3 separate regions of the Mus musculus genome follow, and all the other regions are linked to region 3. Evidence: chromatin contacts called from public Hi-C and HiChIP or PLAC-seq data. All regions are on one chromosome and are shown on one strand. Each heading gives the region's core, a stretch centred on a gene start, on an enhancer-like site or on the middle of the called end of the contact. The rest is flanking DNA. Distances are from core to core; before and after follow the strand shown. Region 1 overlaps Kif13a (kinesin family member 13A). Region 2 overlaps Kif13a (kinesin family member 13A). Region 3 holds the start of Fam8a1 (family with sequence similarity 8, member A1).

Region 1 (3,203 bases), core at 256-2,755, 240 kb after region 3:
CATCTATTCTACAATTGGGCTGTATCTCCAGCTTCAAGCACCTGGCCGCATGGGTCACAGTCATAATGCAGGCACACGGCTGGGGCTGGAGCTCAGGAGGAGGGCAGTTGCCTCACAAAGATGAAGTGCTGGACTCAATCGCTAGGGCTGCCAAAAGACTAAAAATAGTGTAAGCCCAGGTATGGGGGCACATGCCTTTGATCCCAGCATTGGGGTAGAGGCACCTTCGTGAGTCTTAGGTCAGTCTGGTCTACACAGAGTTCCAACCCTGCCAGGGCTACACAGTGAGACTCTATCTTCTAGGAAAACTGCCTTTAGGGTTTGTGTGGTATATGTGAACATAAATGTGTCATATTCAGACCTGGCTTCCATTCCTATCTCCTTTTGCACACAAGCAAACATCTAAAGATTTGAAGAAAAAAAAATCCAAACTTTGAGACACTTCCGGTCCTAAGCATTTTGGTTTAGATTCAGTTGGCATTTTTTTCCTGCCCTGTAACTGGGTGGAAACAATGCCTACCAAACAATTAAGGAAGTTCAACCGTCCACTGGCAAGTTCCTCCTTCTCTCGTAGGAGCTGACAATATGGCAATACACTCGAAAGCAGGTTTCGAATAGTCATGGTTTTCCTAGAAATGCTTAGGAGACATTAGGAGAAGCACTGAGAGTCCAGAGAGAGAAACAGGCCATCAGGTGAGAGGGGGAAACCGTGAGCCTCCCTGATGTGGTGAGCCAGCAGGATGAGGAGGAATGGACTGCTTCTGCGGATGGGCGTGGCCGGACCCTCCATACCACGTGGATACCAACCCAGCCCTGGAGGCAACCACACCAGGAAAGTGGTGGTGGGCGCGCCTCTGTCTGCATTAGCACTTCACGGAACCATGAGATGGCTTCCATTCTGCCTAATAAATTCCCTTTCCTCTGGGCTTCAATAAGTTAGAAGAAAAACCCAGGCAACCCGACAGCTGTCCACTCAACTGGCCTCACTCCTGCAGGACTCACGTTTGGTTCCTGCCGTTGGTTTTGTCTTATGAATGACAATGTGATTGATGAATGAGGCTTACACTATCTGTCTGCCCCAAAGCTTCTTATGTGGGTGCGGATGATTATTCAGACTGCAGATCTCCCTATCCCTTTACCTCCTACCCTGCTCAAGGCACACACACATGATCTTCGTCCCAGAGTTGTATTACACAGCCTGGAAGTCTAGATAATACAGAGTGTGCTTCCCATGACAAGCTGAGACCCCAAACAAAAGGGAAGAAACTTTGGGTCATAGTGCACATCTGGAATCTCCGCACTTGGGAAGTAGAGGCAGGAAGGTCAGGAGTTCAAGACCAGCTTGGGATACAAAGTGAGTTCTAGGCCAGCTGGATGTACACAGTGAGTTTAAGGCCAGATACATAGTGAGTTCGAAGCCAGCTTGGGATACATGAGAGTCTGCCCCCCCAACCCCCCCAAAAAAAGGAAGTGTGGGGGAGGGAAGGGGAAGAGGAAGGGGAGAAAAGGGAAATAGAGAAAAAGCAGTTTGAAGCCGAGGATGTGAGGCTGAGGATGTAGCTCAGTGGAGAAGTGCATCTTGGGATGTGCAAGCTGCTGGATTCGATCCCTAGCACCACAAGAGAGAAGGCAGGAAGAGAGAGCAAAGGGGCACAAGACATGAAGTGAGCATGCTCAAGCACATGAGACGACGAGAGGAGAATTGTATTTTTCACATGACACTTCACCAATGACTCAGGTCCCAGAAACCACCTGGGTGATGGTGGCATTCAATACCCTGATGCTGGCTGGCCATGGCTACACGGTGCACTCAACTGTAAAAACTCAAGAAGGCCACCCTTGAATGGGTGCATTTTAGCTTAGGTAAATTATACCTTAATAAAGTTGGGTTGAAAGTCTATTATCCAGGATCTAATTATTCAGGTTGGGGCAAATCAGCTTCATTAACTCCTTTCATTCAGTTTAAACTGCCTGCATTGTAGCTGCCCCATTAATTCTTATAGAACATAAAACTTAAAAAAAAAATAAATGCCAATGTTGTTCAGGTAAGTCTACTTTTCTAGTTTTCACAAGCTGTGATCATTTGCTGACCTGAAAAGGTAGCCTAATAAATCTTTGCTGTGGCTCTTAAAAGTTGACAGCAGGGGACTGGAGAGATGGCTCAGCGGTTAAGAGCACTGACTGCTCTTCCAGAGGTCCTGAGTTCAATTCCCAGCAACCACAAGGTGGCTCACAACCATCTGTAATAGGATCCAATGCCCTCTTCTGGTGTGTCTGAATACAGCTGCAGTATACTCATATAAATAAATAAATAAATAAATAAATCTTTAAAAAGTTGACATCATCAGCTGAAGGTATGGCTCCTTTTACCTTATATTCTATACTTTAGGGTGGTGGTTGGTGGTGGTGATGGTGGTGATACTGATAAATTACTTAGTGAGCCATTGGGGTAAAATAACAGGAAAACAATGTATAAAAACTATGGAAGCGTCTGTTGCTATAAGAAATAAAATCTGTGTGTGTTGGGGGTGGGGGTGGGGTTCCACAGAGATCTAGCCATGCTGCTTTCTCAAAGGGGAAGAAGCATTTTCAGGAACTGTTGGGAAGTAAATAGAAGCAGGCAGATGACACTCTAGGCAGATTTTGCATGCACGTTAGTACATAAGGGACACTGCCATCTGCACAGCTCCAGATCTGGCTCTAGTTAATCCCATGGAAGTGTATTTTAGAAAGCACTTTCTAGGAAAGTACAGAGATATCCACTGAAGCTTGTGTGCCATCAACGAAAGGCTTCCTGGGATCCTCCGTGAACTGCCTCTTAGCACTTCTTCATGCTGTGTGGGATCTATCTAAGTCATGCCCAATCTTTACCTGTTTAGACAAATATAACTTGGTGATAAAGAAATGTCACTGCCATCACTCTGGGTGGTGCACTGTGACCACCCCACCCTTGGGAGGCCAGGGAAGGAGAGTTTTGAGTTCAAGAAGAGCATGGGCAATTTCAGTGAGACTCTCTAAGGTTAAAAATCAATCAATAGGGAGGACTCACAAGGGGATGTCTCTGTAGCATCCACCAGCGCTATGATCAATCCCTAGTATTGAAAAAGAAAGGAAGAACACAGGGAGAGGGAGAGGAGAAAGAAATGTGTCCACCAAGGCCAAGCACACAAACCCTCTGAAACCTGACTATCCAAGTACAGCAT
Region 2 (2,981 bases), core at 330-2,829, 140 kb after region 3:
ACCCCACCCCACCTCAACCCCCAGTGACAATTTACCAGGTCAGCTCTAGAAGAACTGAAGGTGACTGGGCAGAAGTTAACTAGCTGGGGTTGGTACTCGCTGTGACTGGGAACTCTTTTAACTCTTAAGGGGCAGGCAAGAAAGAAAAGGAGAAATCATGCTGGCCCTGAACTTGCTACACAGTGGAAGATGAGCCTGAACGTCCAATCTTTCTGGCCTACACCTGCCAAATCCTGAGGTTACAGGCATGCTCTACCACACCTGGCTCGGGGGTCCTATTTCTGGCTTAATAAAGTTGTCTCGTAGTTCTACAAATATAGACAAAGAACTCCTGACATCTCTTGACCTTTTAGGAGACCATGATGTCAATGCTATTTTAGGATAAACAAAAGGCTATTTATCTGGGCTTTCTCAATTTATCAGGCACGCACGGCAGGGCTTTTGCAGGCACCGGACCAGTGATGACATAGCTCTGCAAACTGAGAGCTGTGTGTTTGCCTTACAGGGCCTCCGCCAGTTTTAATGCCACGCATACAGACGGCTACAACCTAGGCACATAAAAGTGTACTGGCATTTTTGATACTTTTAAAGAATGCACACGGGGCTGGGCAGGGTGGTATAAGCACTCTGGAGGCAAGGGCAAGTGGATCTCTATGAGTTTGAGGCCAGCCTGGTCTACAAAGCAAGTCCAGGACAGGCAGAGTTTGTTACACAGAGAACCTCCCACCCCCATCCACCCCCCCACCCCCCGTCTCAGAGGGGGAAAAAAAAAAGAATGCACATGGGACCTAAAGGTAGGATGATGGAAAACCACTTTGGAGATGCCCCCCCCCCCCCCAGCATGCTTAGTGCACACGAGGGCACAATGCCAATGCTAAAAGGTCATTCTGAAAGGTGACCACAGAACAAACATCCTTGGGGTCAGAGCTAAGACAGACTTGGGGCTTTGCTCCAGGGTCTCTTTACGCTTGTGTGTGACTTGATATCTTCCTAGAGTTACAGTGACGATTCTCCAAGGCCTCTCAGAATAACTGTGGTTGGACCCCAGACACCTCCAACTGGGAGACCTTATATTTGGGTCCTTCTATGGGTGTACCCTGAGTTGTCCCCTCTGGAAACTGTCCTCAAGGGCATGGGTGAAGCAAAGGCCATTTCTAATGATCAGTGGGGAGGGGCTGTACCATTATGGTCTGGGGCAGGGCATCCAGGTTCAGTTGGGATGACTCAAGAGCACTGTGGTCTGTTCTCATAGCCCTTCTCACCTTTAAATAGTAAACCAGAAGCTCGTTGAGGGCAGGGTCTGCGTTCAGGTTGACGAGGTAGCACTTGTCGTCCCCCACCTTGATGCCAGAGGTCTCCAGGGAGATTCCCATGCTTTCCAGCTGCCGCTGTCTCTCCTGGGCACGGAAACAGACAGAAGAAGAGACGCTCTGTTGTTCTACTCACAAGACGTATCCATGGAAAGAGTAAGTCACTGCTTCTGGGGACAATGCCAAAGAGATGACACATTCTACCCGGCTCGGCTGAGTTTACTAAGGGCCGCAGTGGAGGGCATGGCAGTGTCACAGGGCACCGCGGGTGAAACACACAGTGTCGGCTTGTAGAAACTGCAAGTCTGGGAGACAGGACAAGACCGCTTAACCAGAACACAACAGAGAGAATCAGTGTGGCATGGAGGGCTGGGGGGGGGGGGGCTGCATGGCTTCCTGGGAGGGACATCAGGATGGGCGGAGAATGTGTGAGACAATTCTTGGAACACTGGGTGCATATCCACGGCAAGAGGCAAGATCAGTTGTTTGAGACGTGACCCCTGGAAAGCCCAGCAGACTCAGTGCACAGAGACGATTTCAGGGGCAAACAACTCCAAGCGAATGGGGAGAACAGTGAGAGATGGGGCTGGAGGAGCAGGTAGAGACCCTGAAATGACAGGCCTTGAGTCCACCCGTCCACGTAAGACTTATGCAATAGAGTGTAGAATGTGGCAGGTACTGATCTATGGCTGGGAACACGTTAGCTAACAAAAGGAAGCCGGCCTCTCATGAAAACACACGCTCTTGTACGAGGAGGCCAGCGGTAGCCGTGTCCATGAAATGCACAGTGTGGAGCGATGGAGAGACCCAGGGCACACTCCGGCTCCATTGCCCTTGCGGCAGTCCATTTCAGTGACTGCTCATACAGCATCTTACAATAAGCACAGAGAAGCACATGGCGAAAAACCTATGGTGTGCTGTGTTTTAAAAGTTTCTGCCAATCAGAGCTTTCAATGCCAAGAGATATAAACAAACAAACAAACAAACAAAACAAAACACCACCAAAAGCCCACTCTATCACAATGTGGATAGAAAGGAGGAGCAGAAAGGAGGAAAGATCCCCCTAGCCTTGCTTATTCAATGGAGTGTTCCAGCAGGACATCACACAGGACTGCTCAAAGACGTGAAGCTAGTGAGTCAGTTCTCAACCTTTGGGTGTTGAAGGACCCTTTCACAGGAGTGGTATAATCAGATATCCTGCCTATCAGATATATTAGATCATGATTCACAACAGTAGCAACAAAAAAATGATTTTGTGGCTGGGGGTCACCACAGCGTGAGGAACTGTATTCAAAGGTTCCAGCATGGGGAAGGTTGAGAAGCTCTGCTGTGGAGGGTTGTGGAGGAGACGGCAGGCGGGAGGAAGCCACCTCAGGAGCCCACCTGTGCGATCGCTTCTGTTTTCCTCAGCTTCTCTTCCCACGTCACCGTTAGCTCCTTTATCAGCTTCTCAGACTCTTCGAGCTTCTCCTTTAGCTCGGGGGCCTTCATGGCCTTTTAAAATAAACCAGAGATGTCAGCTTTCACAATCTCTGCAGCAGTATGGACAGGACATATATAATGGCATCCTTGCCTGTGGTACTGGAGGTTGAACACAGGGCCCTGCACCTTCTGTATGTAGCTATGAGCATGCTAAACAGTTACGAGCTAGACCTCAGCATCCTTGTGTCC
Region 3 (3,088 bases), core at 376-2,875:
AATTCCCCAAGACACTCCCCAGCTGCTGCTGGTAAAGCCATTAGGTGCAGCATTCCTCCCTGAGTGGCCACACTTGTTCCCCATTGCCTGTCCTTTCCCCTATGAATAAGCTAACTTTGACTCTAACTCATTATGATTATTTTTTTCAGCACAGTTTAAGAATCTGGGTTGCAGCCTGGCCGTGGTGGCACGTGCCTTTACTGAGTGTCTCCCAGCACTCAGAAGACAGAGACAGGAAGATCTCTGTGAGTTTGAGGCCAGCCTGGTCTACAGAATGAGTTTCAGGACAGCCAGAGCTACATGGAAAAACCCTGTCTCAAAAAATAAAAATAAAAAATAAAAAAGAAGGAAGGAAGGAGGGAAGGAAAGAAAGGGGAAGAGAGAAAGAGACAGGGAGAAAGGAAGAGAATGAATGAATGAATCTGGTCTGTACCTAAATAAGGGTCTCTGAAGCTGGGAAAGGAGTGTCGCAGGTTGCAGAGCTGGTGGTGTTGAGCTATGTTTCCTGCTGCTAGTGATGATCGTGAATAGGTGTTCAAGTGTTTCATGGAAGATTTTCCCTTGAAGCAGATGAATTTCTTAAAGGCCAAAAGTGATGTCTTTTCTGTCTCCCAGAGGAAAGACAGGATTGACTCTCGGCATCACTGTCATGTTCAAGCCATTAGGTGCGGCATGCTGTGGTGAACACCAGGACCAAAAGCAAGTTGGGGAAGAGTTTATTTGGCTTCCAATTCTACATTGTAGTCCATCACTGAGGGAAGTCAGGACAGGAACTCAAATGGGCAGGAACCTGGAGGCAGGAGCTGATGCTCATCCCATGGCTTGTCTTCCTTCTTATAGAACCCAGAACAGCAGCCTGGAGTTGTACCACCCACAGTGGGCTGGGCCCTTCCACATCAATCACTAATTTAAAATGCTCTACAGGTTTGCCTACAGCCCAATCTTACAGAGGCATTTTCTCAATTGGTCTTGCCTCCTCTCAAATGACTCTAGACTCTATCAAGTTGACATAAAATTAGCCAGCACAATAATCGTTCAATATTCTCATAGTATTTGGCTCTTGTAGATTCCTTATATGGTCCTGGGAATTCAAAGTCACACAACTACCCCTAACTGGGCTTATTAACATAGCAAAGTGTATTAAGGTTATCAGTATCTGGGAGGCTGCATATAGATGAAAAGAAGACGAAACCATACACAGACTAAGGTGCTAAGCAAGAAACAAATACTGTGGTTGAAGGAGTGGAAATTCTGGTGAGTCAGATGCAGTTTCACAAGGGACAATCATGTCCTAACCCCACAGGATCTTCTCTAGGGACCTTGGTAATGGAGTTCATTAGAATTCTCAAGAGTGGTGGCGAATGCCTCACAGACGTAAGCCTAAATGGATGCGTTCACAGTGTCCAGGACCACGTCCTCGGCATCGCACACGTGGTTGTGCGATGCCGCGACGCGTTACGTTACCGAATATGCCACAATTTATGATTAAAACGTACCACAGAGGACCCCCGAGAAACATCGCGTAGCCCAGGAACCAACTCACAAAGCACCACCAACCGCCCGCCCGGCTCCCCAAGCCTGGCGCGCCGGAGAGGTGGGGTTTCCGCTTCCGGAGGCGGATTGTTGACGCCCACTGCTGCTGTGGTGGCGAGCGAGCGAGCGGTTGGGGAGGGGCCGCCGAGGGCGGGCGACGGCGCCTTGACAGGCAGCGCGGAGGGGGCCTCCGGGGCGACGATGGCAGAGGGGCCCGAGGAAGCCCGGAGCCGCCCTCCGGAGCAGGATGGCAGTGGCGGGGACCACGAGCCGGTCCCTTCCGAGCCAGGCTCTCCCACCACCACCGTCGCCGCCACCGCCGCCGCCCCCCGGTCCCCGGCCCTCGCGAGCGTCGCCTCGGCAGTGTCGGAGCCCGAGCCGCAGTGCGAGCTCCGCAAGCGCCGGGAGACGGGCGCGGAGCCTCCGGAGGCGGGAGACTGCGAGGCGTCGGACGGCCCGGGGCGGCTGAGCGCGCGCGAGTACTCGCGGCAGGTGCACGAATGGCTGTGGCAGTCCTACTGCGGCTACCTGACCTGGCACAGCGGCCTGGCCGCCCTGCCCGCCTACTGCGGCCCGCCACCACCCGCCGCCACCGCCCCGCAGCCCGCCGTCCCCTCGCCGTCGTCCCCGCCGACGCCGTCGTCCCCGCCGCCACCGCCGCCGCCGCAGCTGGCGTACTACAACCCCTTCTACTTCCTGAGCGCTGCGGGGCCCGGGCCGGGGGCGGCCACGGGCGGCGCCACCCCGACGGCTGTCGCGGGCCTCACGGCCCGGGCCCCGCACGTGCAGCCATCGGCCCGGGCGGCCCCCGGGACCAGGGTGGGTTCTGCAGCCCCTGCGCGGACTGCCAGCGACACCGGGCGGCAGGCAGGTGAGATCGGGGTTGGCGCGGGGGTGGGGTGGGGGGTGTTGGGTAGGATGGAGGAGGGATAGAGTCGAGGTCCTTTTTAAAAAAAAAAAAAAAAAATCACTGCCATTCCTACCACTAACATTTTGGAAGGATCTCACCCTGTGGTGTAGGCTAACACAGTATGTAGGCCAGGCTAGCCTCAAACTTGGAATAAGACAGGTCTGTACTAGCCAGAGGGGTCTCTTGAAGGATCATTGAACAAGTATGCTCGCTCCTGAAAAAATATAACCGGGGAGCTGCTGCTACCATTGATAGTTCCCACATACATCAGCTATGGTTTGCCCAGGCCCTAAATTCTAAAAACGTACTGTGAAGCAATGTTGATTGTCCTTCCCTTAAGACCTGGCACGGCTAGTAGGTTCCCTTACTCCTGACACTAGCCCTTCTTGTGTGTAGAGACGTATGCTTATCAAACCATCCTCTCTGTAATCTTCAGGCTCTGGAAAGATCCAAAGCTAGCCTTGGGTGGCAAGCCCGCTGTTGGGAGGCTCGAGATTAGAATACTAGAAATCACCAAGACTTGGGCCGTGTAAAGACAGTGGAACTGAAAGGCGATTGACATGATTACAAAACGAGTCTAGAGAGCTTTGACTGGCCTCAAGCCTATTGGTCATGAATATCATCTAGTAAATGATGTGTAGTCAC

What was found. A called contact is a pair of places that touch in the nucleus more often than the background predicts. HiChIP or PLAC-seq counts read pairs in DNA pulled down with a chosen protein or histone mark.
Region 1: a Hi-C map of granulocyte-monocyte progenitors shows a contact between it and region 3, with 4 times the contacts expected there. The contact joins the enhancer-like site here to the promoter of Fam8a1 in region 3. A contact is called at or near these places in 1 of 39 promoter capture datasets (neutrophils), 1 of 484 Hi-C or Micro-C datasets (granulocyte-monocyte progenitors), 2 of 115 datasets of contacts at active chromatin or transcription factors (bone marrow-derived macrophages and pancreatic cancer cells) and 2 of 9 other capture datasets (adipose tissue and liver).
Region 2: a contact with region 3 is called in a FOXA1 HiChIP or PLAC-seq map of pancreatic cancer cells. The contact joins the enhancer-like site here to the promoter of Fam8a1 in region 3. A contact is called at or near these places in 3 of 39 promoter capture datasets (the 3T3-L1 cell line, embryonic stem cells and stem cell-derived epiblast-like cells), 6 of 484 Hi-C or Micro-C datasets (B cells, CD4 T cells, the HPC-5 cell line and 2 more), 3 of 115 datasets of contacts at active chromatin or transcription factors (bone marrow-derived macrophages, large pre-B cells and pancreatic cancer cells) and 4 of 9 other capture datasets (adipose tissue, embryonic stem cells, liver and 1 more).

Annotation. Positions count from the first base shown.
Region 1 is chr13:46,904,641-46,907,843 of GRCm38.p6, forward strand. The region is part of intron 2 of Kif13a (kinesin family member 13A); the gene reads right to left. Among named protein-coding and RNA genes, the nearest start is that of Gm22960, 3.7 kb to the left of the region's middle. Within about 2 kb of position 1,506, at least 22 of the 459 cell types and tissues checked have an H3K27ac peak or open chromatin away from gene starts, as enhancers often do. A contact at or near this core is called in granulocyte-monocyte progenitors, where this site is marked.
Region 2 is chr13:46,811,467-46,814,447 of GRCm38.p6, forward strand. It overlaps Kif13a (kinesin family member 13A), which reads right to left. Exons shown (of 38, transcript NM_010617.2): 12 at 2,694-2,804; 13 at 1,263-1,397. Among named protein-coding and RNA genes, the nearest start is that of Gm24620, 45 kb to the left of the region's middle. Within about 2 kb of position 1,580, at least 67 of the 459 cell types and tissues checked have an H3K27ac peak or open chromatin away from gene starts, as enhancers often do. A contact at or near this core is called in cerebral cortex and pancreatic cancer cells, where this site is marked.
Region 3 is chr13:46,667,852-46,670,939 of GRCm38.p6, forward strand. It overlaps Fam8a1 (family with sequence similarity 8, member A1), which reads left to right and starts at 1,626. Exons shown (of 5, transcript NM_001033192.3): 1 at 1,626-2,404. The coding sequence starts at 1,735.